Linked DNA regions of Mus musculus: region 1 is linked to region 2. The links are chromatin contacts, called in public ChIA-PET maps. All regions are on one chromosome and are shown on one strand. Each heading gives the region's core, a stretch centred on a gene start, on an enhancer-like site or on the middle of the called end of the contact. The rest is flanking DNA. Distances are from core to core; before and after follow the strand shown. Region 1 overlaps Snrk (SNF related kinase). Region 2 overlaps Gm39465 (a long non-coding RNA gene).

The links. ChIA-PET counts read pairs in DNA pulled down with a chosen protein or histone mark.
Region 1: an H3K27ac ChIA-PET map of liver shows a contact between it and region 2, with 3 times the contacts expected there. The contact joins two enhancer-like sites. A contact is called at or near these places in 17 of 484 Hi-C or Micro-C datasets (beige adipocytes, bone marrow-derived macrophages, cerebellar granule neurons and 11 more) and 3 of 115 datasets of contacts at active chromatin or transcription factors (embryonic stem cells, heart atrium and liver).

What each region holds. Positions count from the first base shown.
Region 1 is chr9:122,129,133-122,136,296 of GRCm38.p6, forward strand. Snrk (SNF related kinase) reads left to right here. Exons shown (of 8, transcript NM_001357775.1): 2 at 2,761-2,810; 3 at 3,496-3,618. Among named protein-coding and RNA genes, the nearest start is that of Snrk, 15 kb to the left of the region's middle. Within about 2 kb of position 2,174, at least 27 of the 459 cell types and tissues checked have an H3K27ac peak or open chromatin away from gene starts, as enhancers often do. A contact at or near this core is called in liver, where this site is marked.
Region 2 is chr9:122,030,238-122,037,098 of GRCm38.p6, forward strand. It overlaps Gm39465 (a long non-coding RNA gene), which reads right to left. Exons shown (of 2, transcript XR_871391.2): 2 at 1-324. Among named protein-coding and RNA genes, the nearest start is that of Gm39464, 13 kb to the right of the region's middle. Within about 2 kb of position 2,019, at least 12 of the 459 cell types and tissues checked have an H3K27ac peak or open chromatin away from gene starts, as enhancers often do. A contact at or near this core is called in liver, where this site is marked.

The sequences.
Region 1 (7,164 bases), core at 924-3,423, 99 kb after region 2:
CCAGCTCAGTAATGCAGTTGTTTAAAATGTTTGTTCTACAAAGACAGGAAAAAGTAGTCATTGTACTTAAGGTATCTGCTTTTTAACGGTGAATGTCAGGTTTGGAACCATCCTCCAAGATTGCAGGTGAGTGTTTACTAGTCCAGGTTTGCATTTTCCAAACTTGATGAAGTAAATTATTAGTGTATTTAATTTGTTGTGTGTTTCTGCCAGTTTATTTTAAAATTTGTACCTGGCTGTGTCCCCAGAGGACAGCGTCAAAGCTCTCTGTTTGGTTTATTACCAGAGGGGAGATACAGATGACTTTTCTCTTACTATGTCCCCACTCTTTTTGCCAACATGTTCTGATTAAACTTTTTCTGAAACTAAACATGTTTTTTCACAGTTGAAATTCTAATTATGGACAAAGGCAGGTGCTACAGACCAGGGGTTGAGTGGTGAACAGAGCTGGATAAAGTTGAGACCACCGTAGGTAGCTAAGAGTGCGGATGTCCTCCCAGCACCGTGGCCACTCCTTTACTCTCGAGGTTAAAGTTTTCCATTCTATACGTTCAGATTTGCTATGAGTATATTACTTAAGATGGCGTGATGATGTAGTCTTGTAATCTTGGCATGTGGGAGACTGAGGCAGGAAGATCTGGAGTGGAGGCCAGCCTGGGCTACATAGTGATACTAAGTCAAACATTGCAGCAGGGAAGCAAGTACTTACATTTCTTTAAAAGGCATTTTATTGAAAATCAGATTTTAGCCAAGGAGTGGTGGTACACACGTTTAATCCCAGCACTCAGGAGGCAGATAGACCTCTAAGTTTAAGGCCAGTCTACAGAGCAGGACTACATAGTGAGACCCCCATCTCAAAAACAAAGAAACAACAACAGCAACAACAAAAAAGAAAAGAAAAAGAAAATCAGATTTTAGTGTTGTTAGACATATTATTTTCTGTATCCCAAGATCTTTCTTATTGCTAGTTTTTCAGTTTGATGTGTTAGGGACGCAAGAACCTAGTTCAGTGAGCTCTTCGCTTGATGTAGACAAGCAGCCAGGAGGAACAGCAGGAATGCGGCAGCACAAACAAGGTTGTGGGCGGTGTGTTTTCTGATCACAAATATTGTAGTCATATAGCGTATTTGATCTCTACTATTCTTAACCTACAGAAAAGATTTGTTTCTATTGCCTTTGAGTGTGCACATGCACGTGTGTGAGTTGCACATGTGTGTGCACTGCACATGATGAGTGCAGGTGCCACAGAGAGCTGAAGTTTCAGATGGTTTCTGAGTTGCAGGTGTTTGTGAGCCATCTGAGGTGAAATGTTGGGAATGGAGCTTAGGTAAGAGCATTGCAAGAGCGGTAAGAGTGCTGCCCTGCTGAGCCATCTCTCCATCCCCCTCCACAGCCTTTAGAGTCTGTGTGTTTGACTTAGTTTGTCTGGGGATGAAATATAGTGGCATTTTATATAAACCAGGCTGGCTTCAGACTCTTGATCCTTCTTACTCTGCCCTTTGAGTGCTAGGCTTACCGGCAGGGCTGTGTTCTTGTTAGTAACATGTCTACTGAGGGAGCTGACTGTACAGTAAGGTCAGGTAACTTGCTGAGGACCTGTGGCTTGTGATTGATGGTCTGGACTCATATGAAGGATAGCTTTCAGAACCAGTGCTTAACTACCATGCTGCCTTGATAGAGAAACTGCAGGAATGGCTGTTGGAGAGAGAAGCAGGCAGGGCTAGTGGGAGGAGCTGCTAAGGCCCACTTGGGGCTGAAGGGTCTGGCAGGCAGGCAGGCTGGCTGGTAAGCTGCAGTTTACCCGCCAGTGAATGGGAGACTGTGCGAATGGCTGTGGGGTCCTCTTGGCTCTCACTCCAGCAGACTTGCCTTTCTCTCCACACGTCATCTTTTGTGTCTGCTCTCCCACACCTTGTACTTTCTTTCAAGCACACCTGAACTTAGGCTCACTGACTGCCCAGACACTCAGCACCTTTAGTGGGACTGTGAGTTGCTTTGACCTACCAGAATTACTCAAGCCTTTTGCTTATTTGTGTTGTGTTTCAGGTTGGTGGAAAGCCTATAAGCCCACTTTGGAAAGGACTCCTTACTGTGCTCGGGATGGGAAACAGTGCAGCTGCTTTGCTCATAGTGACAGTTTTGTTTACTCTTTGGTGGCAGACATGAAGGTGTTTCGTGTGCTGCCTGTTGCTGGCATCACAATGCATTTCTGCCTTGCTTAGGAGTGTCTTATGCGGGTTCCTCTCCTCTGCTGCTGTAGTGGGAGCTTGGTGAACTTGTCCAGGGGTATAGGCAGGCCGAGCAGGATCCTAGTCAGAGATAAATCAGACAAGTTGAGCTTCATTATTCATTCTTTGCTGGTGCACAGTTAGGATTCAGCAGATGCAGGTTCAGGGCCTATTACCTAGGAGGTCTTTAGAAAATGGCAGGTGTTCTTGGGGTTCATTGCAACTATTTTTTTAAAAGCTGTGATTCGGGCTGGGGCTGGAGCTGGGGCTGGGGCTGAGACTGGAACTGGGACTGGGACTTAGTGACAGAAAACTTGCCTAGCATGAGCAAAGCCCTGGCTTCAGTCTCTTGCAGTGGCAGGGAAAGGGGAATAGTAATTAATAGAGGGAAGAAAGATAATAGGAGGAGACAGGTCACCAAGGACAGATTTGCAGTTTGCAGGTTTGTCTTGTCCTAGAATATGTAGTTTTACTTTAAACAAAATTGAAACAAATAGAATGCACTGAAATCATTTTCTGTATTTTCCTTTAGGAGAAACAACAAATACTGGTAACAGAGTGATTTGGTATGCTGTTTGCAAGGTACGTCCTCGAGCCAGTACAGACACACCTGCACCTCTCCCAGTCACCTCTCAACATTAGCATATATGGGCAGGACAGAGCCACTGAGAGCCTCAGAGAGGGAGCAACAATTTATAATACTGCGTATTTATATATTTTTATACACACGCACACACACACACATATATATATAATGTATATGTATATGTATGTACATGCATGCTGCGTGTATATGTGGAGGCCAAAGGTTATCGTTGTATCTTCCTTGATCATTATCCAACTGATCCCACCCCCAATTTAAACACTCATTTATTTACTTTCTGTGTGCGCCTTCCACAGCTGTCTCTTGTGAAGGTCAGAGGACAATTTCTGGGTTCTAAAGATAGGGTTCGGGTTGTCAAGTGAGGACCTTTACCCCTAAGCCATCTCCCTGGCTCTCCCCGCCTCATTGAACCTGGAACTCATTGACCTGGCTGGGCCAGCTAGTGAGCATGAGCTCAGGGACTGCCTGCCATCGTGCTCCCCACCCCCACACTCCCCAGGTTTTGCACTTGAGGTTACAAATATGGGTCGTGGGGATTTCTCTCAGGTTCTTCTGTTTGTGTGGACAACATTTTAACCCACTGAGCCATTTTCTTAGTCTCAGGCTTAACTTTAACAATCCCTAGATTGATTTATCTAATTTGATCTATTTGCCACTTTCCAGAATGCATCTTAACAGAAATACAGAGGAAAAGAATAAAGACGAGAAAATGGCGTAGGCAGTCCCAAGAAATGTTTTGAAGGTGAAAGTTGAATTTGCAAAAATATGCAGCATATACTTAGACAGGTAAGAACAGCTGAACACACGGAGTCAATTGAGGATTGAGATTAGACAGTCTCTAGCCAAATATATATGAATTAAAGTTTCTTTAGGGGACCTGATGTCCAAACACAGAAACACTTTTCAATTTAGATTTCCCTGCTTATACTGGTCAGTTATTACCTCAGGTGGACCAGGATAATACATAGTACAGAAGAAGTTGGTTCTTTCTAACAATTTTATTATATACTAGTCTATTTCTTTTTTTTTGAGAAAATTATGGGGTTGTAGAAATGGCTCAGCAGTTAAGAGCACTGGCTTCTCTTCCAGAGATTTCTGAGTTCAATTCCCAGCATCCATATGGTAGCTTACAGCCATCTCTAATGGGATCCAGTGTTGCCTTCTGGCATGCAGGTGTACATGCAGATAGAGCACTCTTATACGTAGAATATATTAAAAATATTTTATTTTGTGTGTCTGTATCTGTGTCTATATCTGTGTTTGTGCTCCTGAGTACAGGTACCCAGAGGGATGTCAGATACCCTGGGACTGGAATTAACATTGGTTTTGGGAACTGAACCCAAGTCCTCTGTAAGAGCAGTAAGCACTCTTAACTGCTGAGCCATTTCTCAAGCTCTTATATGGTTTATTAATTAAAAATTTTAGTAAAAATCAACTCATTCGGTTTTGGTTCTCAAGTCAGTTTGTAGAGAAACAGCAGAACAGGTTGTTTTAAAGCACTGACAGGTGTCCTGTGCCTGGGGCTGACTCCAGCTTCTCGACTGCCTTGCGGTCTTCATATCTCTCAGAATGTGCTGAGTAGCTGTGAAAACTGGGAAAGGGTGGTGAAGCTGGATATGTGACATGTACAGTGCTCATTCAGAAGTCAGTGCTAAGTGTAATCACAGTGCCTTCTAAAGTATGGAACATGCTAGTTGGAAAATGCTATTGTTGGCCTGTTTAAGTTTATTGTCTGTCAGTTTTTGAGGTAAGGTGGCCCTAAGTAAGTGATTTCAGTAATTTTTGAAGCAGTGTTAATATGATAATGTATCACTTTCATAATCGCATTTTGACTCTTACTATATTAGATATCAAATGTGATGTTACTGGAGTGGTCAGATCTTCAAGAGTGGGCTCTGGAGGATGAGGATGTAGCTCAGTGGTAGAGCTTGCCTAATGCAAGACTTGGGCTTGATCTCCAGTTGGGCTCTGAAGTCTGATTTATATTGAATTTTAGCTTTAATACCAATCACATGTATGCAGTTTCCTTGGCTTTAAGATGAGACAGTCTGACCTCAGGAACCTGTGACAGAGTACAGTCCCACTTCCACGAGTGCCTGTGGAAAGATTTCAGTAAGTTTGGGCTTTTCTTCTGATCTTTGAAATAACGTGCTCTAATGCTTTAATGCTCACTGTCCTAGTGTGCTTAAGATTTAGTTGGAGGTTATGTGTACCTCCATCATTAAACAGCACAGGTAGTGTGTCTGCTTTTAGAGCACACAGCTGGGACTATGAGAGAAGGCATCACCAAAGTAGTGTGCATGTGTGACAACTTGTCTGGGAGGTATGCATGTTTGTCACTGATTCTGGTACTCATTTCTAAAGTGTTTGTTCAGTTTGTGAGATTTAAAGTGCTATTTTAACTTGTGTAATTTTATATATTTCGTTTTTTTTCTGAGTTAACATTTATAAGAACATATTTCTGTCATGTTTGTTATTATAAAGGTTGAAATTTTTAAGTATGATATGAAATTTGGCTTCTAAAACCAAAGAATCTGAGACTTAGCTGGTCTGTAAGAGTGAATGCTTATATACTCTGGGACAGTGAGCGGCCATAGTGGATTATGTGTGAGTTAGAAAAGCTCATAATAGGCATTAAGAGTGAGCAACCTCCAGCCAGAATATTGAGTGCTTGCTGTGTTCAAGGATGCCTAACCCATGATGTCAGGAAGCGGATAGTTGCTTGGGGAATAAGTTTCACTTCAGAAGTAGTAAGAGTTTTAGTTATATATCCTCTTTGTGTCAGTATTGGCTTAGATTTGAGGCTGTGACAGAATGGTCTTCAGGAACCTTTAGATACTCACAGATCACATGGCATCATTCAGAGATGCAGGGAGAGAAGACTGCCAAAGAGGCCTTCCTATACCCTCTGCAACTATCACTAGTCTCTGGATGATAGCAAGTGGTTGCTGGGTTTCTACCTATGTCCTTATTCTCCATTTTTCCTTCATTGTGAATGCTCACCATATTTTTTTTCAAACTTCTTATTGATTCTTTATGAACTTCACATTATGCACCCCGTCGTGCCTCATCCCCCATCCTCCCATGTCTGCCCCTGCAGCCTTACAACCTGACCCCAAAATAAAACACACACACAAACCAGCAACAACAAAGCATAGAAAACATCTCATCATGGAGACTGTAGTATGCCACAGTGTGAGCTAATCAGCCTGTTTGCTCTCCCTTATCTGCACCACCAGGACAATAATAAGCACTGCTTCAGCTAGGCTGCCAAAGTCAGCTCTACTGCTCTCATGCCCTTGGGGCAGCTCCACTGTGCTGCCCAGTCAAGGTTCAGGGCCCAAGTGCTGCAGCCTGTGAGGGACTGGTCAGCTCTCCCATTCTCAGACCCTTGGGGCTGATTCAGTCATGCCTTGCCATCAGGGCCAGCTCTTCTGTATTACCCAGGTGAGGTGCAGGGCCCATGAGTGCTGCAGCCAGTAAGAGGGCAGGGCTAGGTCTTATGATCAGTTCTCCTAGCTACTGCTGGTGACAAGGAGAGAAAAGGGAGGGTATCAGCCCCATACCCATACTACCTCACACCAGACTAGTGGTGGGGCCAGCTCTCCTGCACTCACCCACTGGGCTGGCTTACCTATATCCTTTCTACCAGGACCAGCCCTACCGTGCTATCCTGAGTCCTGCAGCTGATGAGGGGCAGGAATAATTCTCTTGAGCTCATGACCCTGTGAGCAGCTTTCCCAGCTGCCAAAGGGGCAGGGGCATCTCCTGTGCAGCCATGCCACACCCAGCTAATGAGTGCCAGGGTCAGCTCTCCCACACTCAGGCCATTGTGGCTGGCTCACTCACACCCCAGCTACCAGGACTAGTTCAACTGTGCTGCCTGAGCAAGGCACAGGGTCTGCTCTCCCCAGTTCTGCTGCTGGCGAGAGATGAGAGATGGGACCAGCTCTCCAGAGCTCACTGCACCCAGTGAGGGGAGGGGCCAGTTATGCACAGCCCATGGACATCCACATGATCCTGTGATTCTCAGAGGCTGCCCTCACCAGGGACAGCCCATGTACTCTAGATGTAATATGAGTTATGGACATGAACTTTGGCCCCTGTTGCTGAGTAGTCACAGACTTAGACATGACCCTCAGTGGCAGCTCAGGCTGGGACCTGACCGACCATAGCCCCAGGTGGTGAGCTGGCCCCTCACACCAGACTTCTCCTCTCCACCCACAAGTCTCCAGTTCCATCTCTCTCCATAAAGCTCAAGCTACTGCACTTCTCTTTCTCTCCTCTCTGACCACCACATAATCTCACATTGTGGTAGCTCCCACTGCAGGC
Region 2 (6,861 bases), core at 769-3,268:
TCTTCCCTATAACTCATTCCGTGTCCTCCTCTCTGTGACCCACAGCTAGGAGCTAGCATGCACTCCATGGGTTCCTGTTTCCTTCTGGCTTTCGAGTCTGTCCACACAGATGTTAGTCTGTCCAACTCTCTCATTATCTTCAGAAAGACAACAGGAGCCAGGAATCTTCTTTTGGTCCTTAGCAAGCTTGCTTTTGCTTCTGACAGGACCTCACTGTTACCTCTGCCCCAGATGGGGACTGGGGATCGCTGCACAGTGGGTCAACTCCGGAGTAAGGTCAGCAGGTGCTCTTGAAAGGTGGTGGGCACCAGCCATGCACATGACCTAAATGCAGAGCAGGTCTGCTTTGAGATAGGCATGAGTTAGACTTCTCCATATGTTCTCATATCTTCTAGGTGTATCTTTCCAAGGTCTCCTTGGAACAGACTCCTGCCCTCAACTGAGACCAAGATGGAGACTCCAGGGAGGTGGCCAGAGCCCATCAGTATTGATGGGCCAAACAAGCCCATTCTTAAGGAATTTCCCATCACTTCCACCCAGAGCAGAAGGAAAACCAACTCTGGCCATCAGAGGAGTGAAGGGGGGTAATAGTAAACAGGAGGGGAAAGAAGCTGCTGCTTCTGTTGCCATGGAAACATTGGAGCAAGGGAGAGGGGGGTCGAAGGAAGGTGCAAACAGAGCTTGCCATTGGCTCCTCTAGGCCAGTGTTGCCGAACCCAGACTGCCTGTTAGAGACACTGGGGAGCTTTGTGAAAACAGACTCCCAGGCCCCATCCTCCACCTTTGCTTCGGCTGCTTTGTAAAATCTCTAAAGTCGGACATAGAGAGAGATAGCTCTGTTTGTAAGGTGCGTGCTCACTCATCATGTAAGTATGAGGGCCTGAATCCCATCCTGAGGAGACACATGAAAAGCTGAGCACTTTGAAACCCCAGCACTGGGGAAGCAGAGACAAGCGAGTGCTTGAGGCTCACTGGCTGGCTAGCCTAGGCTGCTTGTTGAGTTCCAGGCCAGTGAGAGATCCTGTCTCAAAGAAGAGGTGGCGGTGTCTGAGGAAAGACACTTGAAGCTGTCCTTTGGCTCCCATATGCATAAACATATATGCACACATGCATCCACATACATGTGCACTCACACACACACACAATCCATTCAAAGGCTCATTTCAACATGTACGTCAATTTACCAGAGAGCCTTCGAAAATGCAGTTTCTAATTCAACAATCCCAGGACCACATGTAGGAATATGCATTAATAACTGATTTCCCATGATGCCTCTGGCTCCAGAGACATATTTTGAGAAGCTAGATGTTAAGCTGTACAATTCAACATCTGAGATATAATCAAGAGAGCTGAGGCACAGAGCTAGGAAAACCTAGGGCGGCCATGGCATTTGAGAAATGGCTAGACGGAGCTCCTCCACACTGTCTCCTCAACCCTGGTGTACAAGTGGGCATAGTCACTTCTTACACACAATAGTCTATGTCTGGCCAATGAGGTGCTCAGGTTCATGACCACTGTCACAGTTAAAGAAGACCTGCACTTTCTGAATGATTAGCCACAGGTTCTGATGGAGTCCAGGAAAATTATTTGGACTCTATAGCACTCACAGGATGAAACAGCCCCCTACCTCTGAGGCCTCCCACCTGTACCAGCCAGGATCTGAGTAGACCTAAGGAAGGAAGAAAGCAGACATTTATCCCAGAATGGCAGAGGAAGACACCAGACCCCAGTGGCATGTAGCCTCCCTGTGACCTAAGCTCGGTTGCAGAGTCATGAGCCACCAAAAGCTCACAGCTCTCATCTCAGACAAGATAATTCCCTAGAAGCTGCAGTTACACTCAGTTCTGGGCCTGTAGGTGCTGCTGTTCCTAGAGCATGAGTCCCCTCTCTCCTGAGGTGAGGTCATGTGGAGTCAAGGTGATTAGTCCAGTTCAAATGACCTTTCATCGTGTGGGTCAGGTGCCAACCATGGGCAAGGCTTCTTTGGGTGACCTTTCACCCACCTAGCTAGTGTCCTCCGAGTACACAGCCAGGCCAGGCAGGCAGCACAGTGGCAGGTCTGGTCACACCCCAGGATCTGGCTCTGGTAAAGCCTTGGCAGTCACAGCAATATTCCAGGCAAACTGAGGAGCAGGTGGCTTCGTTCACCTGGTGTGGGGCTCAGTGGTCCCTGCCAAGTCCCACTGGTCCCTCACCACCTATCCTGGGCTGTACTAAGGAGACTGTTGGTCCTTTGTTAGGTCCCTAGGAATCACCCTATTGACAAAGACTCAAGACACGGAGGAAGAGGCTATGGGGTGGGATTTTTCAGACCTGTCAAACTTGTGGCATTTGTTTGCCACAGACCCTGGAGGAAGTCCCTGCAAACAGCCAAGCCAACACCTAGATGCTGAAAACAAACTGAAACATGACTGTAGAGCCTTTCATGTGTATCTTAACTCCACATATTTGGGGTCTCCAGCCCCAGGGAGAAGAGTATGCCAAGCTACAGTACTCTGACCCATGACAGGTCATGGAGGACCCAGCTGTGGTGCTAGCAGGCAGAGAGCCAGTCCCCAGAGAGTCACCACACTGTATTCTGTCCTTGTTCAGAAAGAGCTGTCCCCATTTATGTCTTAAACTCCCAGAAATCTGTCCTAGGACAAATCCCCAGGGGATGCTTACGCTTGGAGACCATCCTGTCACCAAGCAGGTAAGCAGAACCGATTTGGGGGAATGACATGAAGGTAAGACTGTGGCTTTGGAGCCACACTGTCTGGGCACACATCTTGACCACACCCTTGTCAAGGTGAAGTGACCTTCATCTTGGTATCGCTTAACTTCACCGTGCTTCAGTTTCCCTGTGGGAGGAATAAAAATAGCAGGTCCTAGGATGGTTGTGAGGATCAATGGATTGATGCAATGGAAATCCTTAAAACAGGCCCTTCCCGCCGGGCGTGGTGGCGCACACCTTTAATCCCAGCACTTGGGAGGCAGAGGCAGGCAGATTTCTGAGTTCAAGGCCAGCCTGGTCTACAAAGTGAGTTCCAGGACAGACAGGGCTATACAGAGAAACCCTGTCTCAAAAAAACAAAAAACAAAAAAACAAAAAAACAAAAAAACAAAAAAACAAAAAAACAAACCAAACAACAACAAAAAAACAGGCCCTTCCCATTGTCACCCCACCTCACGTCAGAGGAGACCCCACTTCTCCAAGACACCACTCCACCCTTCCTGGCTGTTGGCACTGGGGAGCTGTATGGTTCTCCTGTGAGTCTGTCTGGGAACCCCCTCCCTGGCCACATGTCTACCCTTGGTGACCTTGCAGTTCCACATACCAATGCTTTGTTTTATAACAAATTTATATCTCAACCCAGCTTCTCTCCAAACCCCAGCTGGGCCTTCTCAACAACCTCTTTGGTTATATACCACCTTTAACTTGGTATTTTAGAGCTGGTTTCTGCTCTGTTTCCCCAAGTTCATTCTATCTCACTGAAAGCTGTTTCTCCAGCCTCAGGATGCTGGAGATAAAGTTCTGAGTGATAAAGTTCTGAGTGGTTCCTGGTTTTTCTCTCTTGGCTCTTACTCTCCCCAGGAGAGCCCTGTGGGTTTGCCTGTAACTGTGGCTGATGGTCTATGACCAACAACACGTTATTCTGCTGATTTGTTGAGTTCAATATGATGCAAAAACAGTACATTCCAGAAGAAACCATACTTTATATTTTGAATTTAAACTTTTTTCCTGAACTACCTGTAACATGGCATCAAGTGTTCTCTCACGATGCTGGTCAGCAATCAGAAGCTCCCTGGAAGCCATATGATCATGAGGAGGGGAACCAATGTTGCCCAATACACTGTATCCCTGAGTTAGAACACTCCAGAGATCAGGTGTATAACTTGCATTTTGAACACCAGATATTTCCAGTATACAGCAACTTTGTTGCAAGTGAAGACTCTACCCTCTCTCCCTCCTATGATATCTTCTTGCTCAGGCAGCCATCACCCAGGTTATAACAATGACCTCCAATCAGATCCCCTGCTCCCATCTTTTCTTGCCTGTGGTTGATTCAAGTCAATATATTGCAGCTTAGCTGGAACTGCCCAGTACTTGCATTCTCAGAGAAAAACTGAATTCTGTCACTAGCACTCAGGCCCTGCAGCCCTTGTCTTATCTCTGACCCCACCTCCATCCTGCCCCCAGGATACTCCAGGGATTTCACACATAATGCCCCCCCTTCCTGGAGCCTCCTCCCCAATCTTTAGGTGTCTCCATTCTTTCTGCTGTTTGGTGGTCCCTGGCCTCGACACAACCTACGGCCAGACCAATGCCTGGAAGTTCTTGTCTGTGTTGTCTCCTTGGGGTTTATCTATAACTCCCCTGCTACTGTTCTAAGTCCCCAGCCCACAGAACGGTAGCTGGACAGACGCAAGCATGGGAGTCTTGACCCAGGTACACACTGCTCCATCCTCGGCCCCCAGAAAGGTACATTAAAGACACATTCAACAGCAGATGTCAAAGGAGCGAGTGGGTCTGAAGACTGAGCGGACTGACGGAGCGCCTGTGAGTCTGCACAAGACACAAGACACATCCAGAGACTGTTTGTCCTGATCGTCACTCAATACCTTACCTGTTCCATGTGCTGACAGCCAGAGCTCCTTTCAATGGGTCTGAAAACATTCTTGCTGTGTTGCAGCTACAGATTGAGTGTACTTTAACAGGAAGGCTCTAGGTATACACACACCCCCACTACACACTCATACCACACACACACACTCACACCATATCACACACTCACACACTCACATCCACACACTCACACCATATCACACACTCACATCCACATACTCACACCATATCACACACCCACACACTCACATCCACACACTCACACCATATCACACATCCACACACTCACATCCACACACTCACACCATATCATACACTCACATACACCACACACACTCACACCACATGCTCACACCCACAACTCACATCACACCACACCTCCACATCCCACACCCCACTCCACACTCACCACACACTCACACCCACATACTCATACCACACACAAACACACATACTCATACCACACACACAAACACACACATACCACACACAAATACAACGCTCCACCTTATACATATTCACACCACACACATTCACACACACCACACACACACACACAAACATACACCCTCACACCTCCACACACTCACATACACACACAGAGGAAGGCTCTAGGTATGTATGCACACCACACCCACATACCACATATACTCACCACACCACACCACACCACACCACACCACACCACACCACACCACACCACACCACACCACACATACACACATGCATGCACACACAAGCATCTGCACATACTGCTGAATATACTAAGTCAGAGGAACCAAGGAGTGCTCCAAAGCAGACACCACTTTCTTTAGTCAGGAAGGAAGCTACTTTCTTTGGTCAGAAAGGAGCCTGAGCATTTTGAGCTGGGGCAGCTAAGGAAGCTGGGCGCCGTCCTCCTGAAGATACTGGCTTTGCCCTGCACTACTAGCTCACCTGGGAAGGGGGGGTGGGGGGGCTGTGCAGGAGAGGAAAATCGCCTGAACTGAAAGAACATCCCCTAGAAGAGGGCCTCTGGCATCCAGTATGTGCCCAGAACGTCTCTACAAAGCTGCTCTTCTTGGAGCAGATCTACAGACTGACATGTGAGTTCTACCATCTGTCTCCAGTAATTCTGAGTCCTGTCAATCAGCCCCTCCCAGTGCTGCTCAATAATAACTCCTTCAAAAGTGCTTGAATGCCTACTCGTGCGTGTGTTTGTTAGGCAATGAATGGCTTACTACACGTGGGAGAGCATCCACAGGAGGGAGGGAGATGGGGAGCAGAGGCTGGTCTTGCTCTCAGAAGTCTGGAACACTTCCCAGGCCATCAAACAAGCCTGGAGCAGGGAGGTGTCCAGAGGGGCCCTGGGTTTAAACAAGGTGCATCCCAAGGCACCCACTCCCTCACCCAGGCTACTTCTTTTCTGTCTCCCAGTGACTGCCCATCCCTATGCCCAACTTCGTCCTCTAACATATTTATTTTGTCTTCTACTCAAACATATCTTCCCCCTAAACCATGACTTCCATGGAAATCATAAGTTCACCTCATCTGAGGATGTGGCTCAGTGGGTAAGCATGCTCGCAAACATAAGGACCCGGTTCAGATCACTACCACCCATGGGGAGAGAGAGAGAGAGAGAGAGAGAGAGAGAGAGAGAGAGAGAGCAGGGCTTCAGGAAGGAAGTTAAGGCAGTGACAGGTGAGTTACTGGAGCTCCCTGGCTAACCAGACAGACAACCAACAAACAAGCACTGAGCTCCAGGTTCAGAGAGAGTCTGTTCCAAGAGAATAAGGAGAAGTAATAGGGCAGGACCCCTGAATCCTCCTCTGTCCTCCACAGGTGCACACATGGGCACATGTGACACCCCACCCCCACGCACACAGCATACACCACACAAATGCAAATAAAATGAAATAGAGAAACCCACCCCCAAAGACAAAGAACAGAACCAGAGGGAAATGAGAATCACATCAGACGTCTCCCCGAGAAGGGGAAAGGCCACACATGATAATGAAATGATGCTTGCTGCCATGACAACCACAATCATCCAGCTGCAGACCCAGGGTGTGGAGCCAATGATATCAATGAGATGCTTATTTCTCTGGCAAGACTAGCGTCCCTGAAAAGGAAGAAGCCACAGAGCAAGAAGTCTTGGGGGCTCCTCTTGTTACCAGGCAGACAAGTGAAGTGCTAGGCAGGCACTTTCATGACCCCTGTCTGTCATCAACTGTGATATCCCTTCCAGCTCTGTCTTGTGTCTAACTCTATGTCTA